2 separate regions of the Mus musculus genome follow, and region 1 is linked to region 2. Evidence: chromatin contacts called from public Hi-C data. All regions are on one chromosome and are shown on one strand. The core of a region is the stretch at or near the end of the contact, and the rest is flanking DNA. Distances in the headings are between cores, read along the strand shown.

Region 1 (3,613 bases), core at 258-2,757, 800 kb before region 2:
TCTGTCTTTATTACTTCCTCACTTTGATCCTCTGTGTCACAGGACTGTCTCTATCCAACAGAAACTATTTTAACATCACTTATTGACACCTGTAATGGTTCGCCATCATAGGCTGAATGTGAAATGTCTCCCCACATAAGCTTGTATATCTTTGAACAGGTTATGGCACTGTGTTGTGAAATTATGAAACCTTTGGAACATGGGGCCTCAGCAGTGGCTCAGGCCACCACTGTGGGACAGACTTTGAGAGCTATTATATGGTCCTGCTTCCAGCCTTTTATTTTATTTTTTTTTTTAAGTTTTATTATATGTGAGTACACTGTAGCTGTCTTCAGACGCACCAGAAGAGGGCATCAGATCTCATTACAGATAGTTGTGAGCCACCATGTGGTTGCTGGGATTTGAACTCAGGACCTCTAGAAGTACAGTCAGTGCTCTTAACTGCTAAGCCATCTCTCCAGCCCCTGCTTCCAGTCTTATTATTTGTTTCCTAGATGGGTAAGGTGCCAGGGAGATGGCACTCTGAAGTGCCCCATGCCTTTCTCACCATGACAGAGAGATATACCCTGGAACTGTGAACTGAAATAAGCCTTCCTCCCCTAAGTCACTTATGGTGTGTGTGTTGTCACAGCAACAGGAAAGTAAGTAGACAGTCACTTACATTAGGCAACACAAACACCCCTAATAATCTCTCATTTAAAGAAAACTTTATCAGTTTTAATTCCCCAAATACAGGATTTAGTGATTTACTCCTATTCCAATACATATATACATATACATGCATAGTTTTACGTGTGTATTGATTTTTGCTTAAAATGTGATTTTTAAAGCCAGGGGAAATAATAGCACACATAATTCTGTAGTGCCTTTTAGGAACTGTGATACATCTGTTCTTGTCATAGTCTTCCAGTTCAGAAGTCCCATTTTTTAACCTAAGCTCTAGTCTGAATATCATTTTTCTTCTATAGGCACTTTAAATTTATTTACTTTAATCATGTTCCTGTGTGTGGGTCTGTGCATGTGAGTTGTGGGTGCCCACAGAGGCCAGAGGCAGCACATTTCCTGGCGGCTAATGTCACAAGTGATTGATAGCGGTCCAAAATGGGGGATGGGAAGTGAATATGGTTTCTCTGCAAAACCAGTGTGTTTTCAACTACTGAGCTATTTTTCTAGGCCTGCGTCATTTCTCTTTTTAATCCACACCTCTTTGTCTTAAGGGGCCTTCTAACCGCTGTCCTCCTATTATTAGCAGCTGTGTTTGCTCGTGCAGAATTAACCCCAGATAGCAAGCAAAAAGCCCTGCTGCCTTCTTCTGGCTCATATTATCTGGGGTTGTAGACACTTTTCTCTCAGGATAGTTCTTTCCCTAAGGACAACAGAATCCTCATACTTCTTCCAGGGATGCTACTCTCTACCTAATTTTTCTTTGCACAGGAAGCAGCTCCATTGATAGTATCAAACATCTTGCCTTGATGACTTAAATTTCATTTCATACACTGTTTAAAATACCCATATACCCCACTTCCTCATAGAAAAACTGAACCTTTTTACATTGGTGTTCTGAAATCATCTGTTCTCTCTACTCCAATCTCTTATACCTTTAAGATCAAAAACAAGGACAAAACCTACAGCAATTTTTACCTATTTGATGATGCCATTTTCTGCTGCTTATTTGAAATAGGGATTTCATTTGCAATGCCAGCTGTTCTATCATTCCCTATGAGTTCATGTTAGCCAAGGAGATCCCAGAGGCCCCAGAAATAATGCAAGCTATTGCTGTTGCCTTTGGCTGCCCACCAGAACTTGATCTGAAGACTCAATACTACAGACATCACACACTTTGGACATAGGACACAGAAAAATCAAGATGAACCTGAATTAGAAGCTTCGTGCCTGCTGACTAGCATTCATGAAATTGCAATGTGATAAGCAAGCTGTCAAACTAGAAATGCCATCAATGGTCTTACCCAGCTGGGACCACTGCATGCTTCAATACCAACCTAGTACATCAAGTCTCTGTGAGGGTAGGCACATCTACTAAGGCCAGACAAGGCGGCACAGCTAGAAGAACATATCCCATGTACAGGCAACAGCTTTTGGGATAGCCCCTTCTCCAGTTGTTCAGGACCCATATGAAGACAGAACTGCACATCTGCTATAAGTGCAGCGAGGCCTAGGTTCAGCCAGGACATGTTCTTTGGTTGGTGGTTCAGTCTCTGAGAGACCCCAAGGGTCCAGGTTAGTTGGTTCTGTTGGTTTTCTAGTGAAGTTCCTATCCCCTTAGGGGCCAAAATCCTTCTTATTCTTTCATAAGAATCTCCAACCTCCATCCAGAGTTTGGTTGTGGTTGCCTGCATCTGTCTGAGTCAGTTGCTAGGTGGAGCCTCTCAGAGGACAGCCATGACTGCAAGCATAACAAGAGTATCATTAATAGTGTTAAGGATTGGTGCTTACCCATGGGCTTACGAGTCTCAAGTTGGAACAGTTATTGGTTGGCCATTCCCTCTGACTCTGTTCCATTCCCCATGCCTGCATTTCTAGTAGACAAAATAAATTTTGGGTCAAAAGTTTTGTGGGTGGGTTGGTGTCTCTATTGCTCCACTGGGGTTCCTGCCTGGCTACAAGAGGTGGCCTCTTCAAGTTCCACATCCCCAATGCTGTGAGTCACAGCTGAGGTCATCCCCATTGATTCCTGGGTGCCTCCCTTATCCCAGTTCTCAGTTTTTTCTTTGATATGAGGAAGAAAATTTTAAAAGATGGTCTTAGTTGTTTTGCTAGAAAGATATAATAAAGTTAGAATCAAGAATAGAATGTGCCCACTCCTCATAATAGAAAGTAAAGGTTGCATAATAAGAAATGCAATGAGCTTAAGTAATGGCTGCATAATAAGAAATACAATGAGCTTTCATAATTATACTAAAAAGAGGAATAGGTTTGGGACAAATTTGTGTTCAAGGAAAAGCATGCAGGTCCAAGGGTGAAGCCACAGTTGTGCACTATGATAAGATAAAGCTATGAGAAACTGTTGTTTTGGACTTATAATGAGCATATAGAATGCAGCTCTGCTTTGAAGTTAATATCAACATCCTTCTGTAACTCCTATTTTCTGTGACATTTTTCTTTGAGGCTATTTTCTCTAAGAACTTTTGTCTATTAAAAAAATGCCAGAGAAAATAAAGATGGTGTGATATTGTGTCGTGGTTGGACTCTACCCCATCCATCCATCTATCCATCCAAATGTCTGTCTGTCTGTCTATCTGTCTGTATATATGTTTTTACACTTAAGAATTAAAAGAGCTCAGAGTTTCTTTCTGGGCATTCTTGCCAGCCCCAACTAATTAAGTTTTCTTGTTCCTAACAACAGAAAGAGCAACTGAATTTGATTGGTTGGGCAAAAACACATCATTTACATTCAATGTCATTTGATAAGGATGGATCACTGGGGGAAGTCCCTAATCCCCAAGTCCTGATTGGTTAAAATTACAACTGTAACTTGGCCCAGATGCTTGCAGGTTTTATACTTATAGGTCCTCTTCAGCTCCTACTTGGACTGCCAGAAGAAACAATTCTCCCCAGTCCTTGTCTGGTAGCCCTGATAGATCAGTGACTCTGC
Region 2 (3,305 bases), core at 683-3,182:
TAACCAGTTTAAAATAAAACCTGATAAATTTATGAATAAGAAGTATAACTCACGTCTCCTGTCTCTTAATACTGTTTTGTTTTTCATTATGTCTTACCATGCTGGCTTTTTTTTTAAATCATGTTGAGAATATATGGAGACTCTTTCTTAGTCAGGTAACAACTGCATATGAAAGTAAGTAATGAAGATAATGTATTTTAGCAAGGGAGATTTAGCAAAATCTCTGACATTATGAAACAGAATGATACCGTAAAGAGCCATTGTTGGATTACTATAATGATTGGGAACTGTAGTTAACTGACCCAAATTGATACAACCTAGTTCCACACTGATATTATTATAGTCTGAAAAACAAAATGCTAGTTATTATCATTTACATATAGAAATAAAATGATGATTCAATATATGAACACAAAACCGTATACTATATCAAAGTACTTAAAAAGGTTGTTTATAACTTCCCATAGCAAAAGCCTCAGAGTGGCTCTCAGTAAAGTAATGGAGCAGTTTCTTCATCCAAAGGCAGCTTTTTCCTATATATCAATCTCATGATTGCAAATGTTTGGATATAAAGAAAAACCCTGCAAAGCCCACATTGCAATTATGTCTTAAAACCATGTCTCTTTTACTGCTCTTAAATGAATTGTAAATGTTTAATTGCAGCTTACACGAAATGACTCTGTATTGAAAGCAGCATGTAATCAGAGTACTTAGTGCCTCCCCTCACACAATGCACAGTGTTGTCTCAAATTCTGGGTCCTCTGAGGACAGGGCTGCTTTGGAATTGGGCCTTGAAACTGGAGTTGGAAGAATGGAGTTGAAGAGGAGGTGGTACAAGAATAATTTTAAATATATTTTTTTGTTTGTTTGTCTTCCTGCAAGTGTTGAAGTTTGCACGAATGTAAGTTAAAGTTCTCCACTTAAAATTTCAGATTCTATGCTCTGGGAGTGAGAAAGCTACCCGTATCCTTGGCCATTAGCAATATAGATTCTGTGCTGCTGGGCAAAAGGTAGACTTGGACTGGACAAGAATTTTAATCCAAGCTAAGGGTCATGAGGTAACTTTATTTGGAGGATAAATGATCATCACAAGAGCAATCCTTTCTAGTACAGACTCCATTGGATACCACACAATAAAACTATTCTCAACAAATGCATGTGGTTATTACTAGTTTCCCATAAAGTCAAATAATTTCATTGAGGTTAAATAAATTCTTGAAGCCCTAAAAGCTGAGGAATAAGATGACATATTTCAGGAGTGCTAGCTAGCTCTTTCATCTTACTGTGTTGCACATGGCTAGGCTGTAGAATATATTATTAAGGCAGCATATTATATTTACTCAGCAATTTCTGAAACTGAAGGGTGTCTTTGGGATATAATATTTTATAAGGATTGTTCTAAGTCTTTGATATACTACTTTTTGGTAAATATCTCCCTTACTTTTCAGCCCCGAAGTTTAGTTATATTTCCTGATGGGAAGGCTATGACCTTTTTCTGAAACCAGAGTCCTTGGTGAGTTCAATATGATACTTTATGTATAATGCACCTTAAAGAGAAAAGCAACCTTATCCACTGAGATTTTAAAACCTGCTTTTATACTTAGAAATGAATACCTTTAGAAACCTCCTATCTTCAGATCTATCCTCGGGGCAAAAGGAGGAATCCTGGTTATTCCTGCCACGTTTGTCTCTCTGTGGCTTCTGTAATCTTCATAACAGGCTATCTTATCTTCGCGACTCCTTCCCCTCTTCACCCAGTGCTCCAAGACAAATTCTAGTGGATAGATACACTTTATCACCCACCAATGAAAGGCTTTCAGCTATGCCTCATGGGATTCCTAATTAACAACCCTTCTTCTTACAGCTGAAAGCTAAGAAAAAGGTCCAGAGAGGCAGACATGCAGCAAGTAAGATCCTATCTGTGTACTGACAGAGGTCAAACCGTCACAGCGAAACAAGATATGACCCTGCCAATTAAGAAAGGACACTTACACATAAGGATCAGCGAGATTTAGATAATGACTAAATTGTCAAACTGTAAAATCTTTTAAGAAGCAGAAAAAAGGAACTGGCAGCGATATCTTTTCATACAAAAACTTTGAGGTGAAATATCATTAGTAACGTGGGTCCCCTAGAAAGGAGGCTCCACTGACCTGCGCAACCCCTCGTTTCATACCGCTCAGAATACATGAAGCAGTAGTAGCGACCGGAAAGAGCCCTTGCCAGGAAGCCTGAAGCCCTGGCTGAAGGTCTCAGCCTCCCCACAGATTAGCTTTCTGGGAAAAAGTTTAACTCCTTTGAACTTCAGTTTGCATTTCTGTAAAATAGAGGCAGCAAAATCTGTCTTACTTCACAAGGTTTTATGATATAACGGGCAAGAACTCAGTGAATTTCAATAGCATTAGCAGGCCTTCCTACATCATGCATGGGAACTCTGAAGAAGTACAAGATGGTGGCAATGGAGTATTAAACACAAGAGATTTCTTCTAAGCACAAAAATAGAAGGAATTACACATGTCTGAGCTAGCAACCGTCTCTGTCAGGAAGAGTAGCAATGTGAGAGATCTCTCCTATTCTTTGTCTCCTGTTGTCACAGAAATCCGGAGAGCATCCACCATCTCTGCTTCATCAAAACTGCTCTGTCTTTTTCCAGTTTTCCCCAATATCCACTTTGTTCGCAGCACATTCTCCCCGGAAACAAGTAGTCATAAATGATAGATAAATAGGAGAGTTAGATTTACTAACCTCATACTGCCATCACTACCATTTCGTGGTTACAGGGGTTAAGCAAGTTTGATTCACACAGGATCCCTCTAATGAATGTAAATTATTACTAATGGAATTATGGATTTTATGGAGAATGAATTAGGAATTTTTGCCATTGGAGATTTTAGAACACAGTCTACTCCAATGGGGACTTCCTATATTTTCTTCCCTCCTGCAGGCCAGCTGCTATTTTAGGAAAGAATGTGTTGGTTGCTGAGAAGTTCCAACTTAGCTTTCTCTCCAAGGATGCATGATCCTTCCACAAGGAAATCATTAGATACCCATTTGTGCCCAGAGCTACCGAGAACTCTAATAAAAGGTCTCTGGGAAGCTGTGGTACAGACATAGGAGATATACAGAATTTGGAGGAAAGCCAATAAATTGATTCCCCTACGGGGTGGCACAAATTGTTTACTGTGACCTGACTCTCTTTCTAGTCTTCCTTTAAATATAATTTCATAAGCTTATTTTAGGCCAAGAAAATTCTTCTTGCTATTCAGAAATAAAGTTTTATAGTCTCTTCATTCCATAGCATGGGG

The links. A called contact is a pair of places that touch in the nucleus more often than the background predicts.
Region 1: a Hi-C map of the HPC-7 cell line shows a contact between it and region 2, with 3 times the contacts expected there. The contact joins two enhancer-like sites. A contact is called at or near these places in 4 of 484 Hi-C or Micro-C datasets (the HPC-7 cell line, adipose-derived mesenchymal stem cells, cerebral cortex and 1 more).

The regions. Positions count from the first base shown.
Region 1 is chr16:48,669,410-48,673,022 of GRCm38.p6, reverse strand. No RefSeq gene overlaps it. Among named protein-coding and RNA genes, the nearest start is that of Gm41458, 57 kb to the right of the region's middle. Within about 2 kb of position 1,507, at least 39 of the 459 cell types and tissues checked have an H3K27ac peak or open chromatin away from gene starts, as enhancers often do. A contact at or near this core is called in the HPC-7 cell line, where this site is marked.
Region 2 is chr16:47,870,433-47,873,737 of GRCm38.p6, reverse strand. No RefSeq gene overlaps it. Among named protein-coding and RNA genes, the nearest start is that of Gm52257, 190 kb to the left of the region's middle. Within about 2 kb of position 1,932, at least 2 of the 459 cell types and tissues checked have an H3K27ac peak or open chromatin away from gene starts, as enhancers often do. A contact at or near this core is called in the HPC-7 cell line, where this site is marked.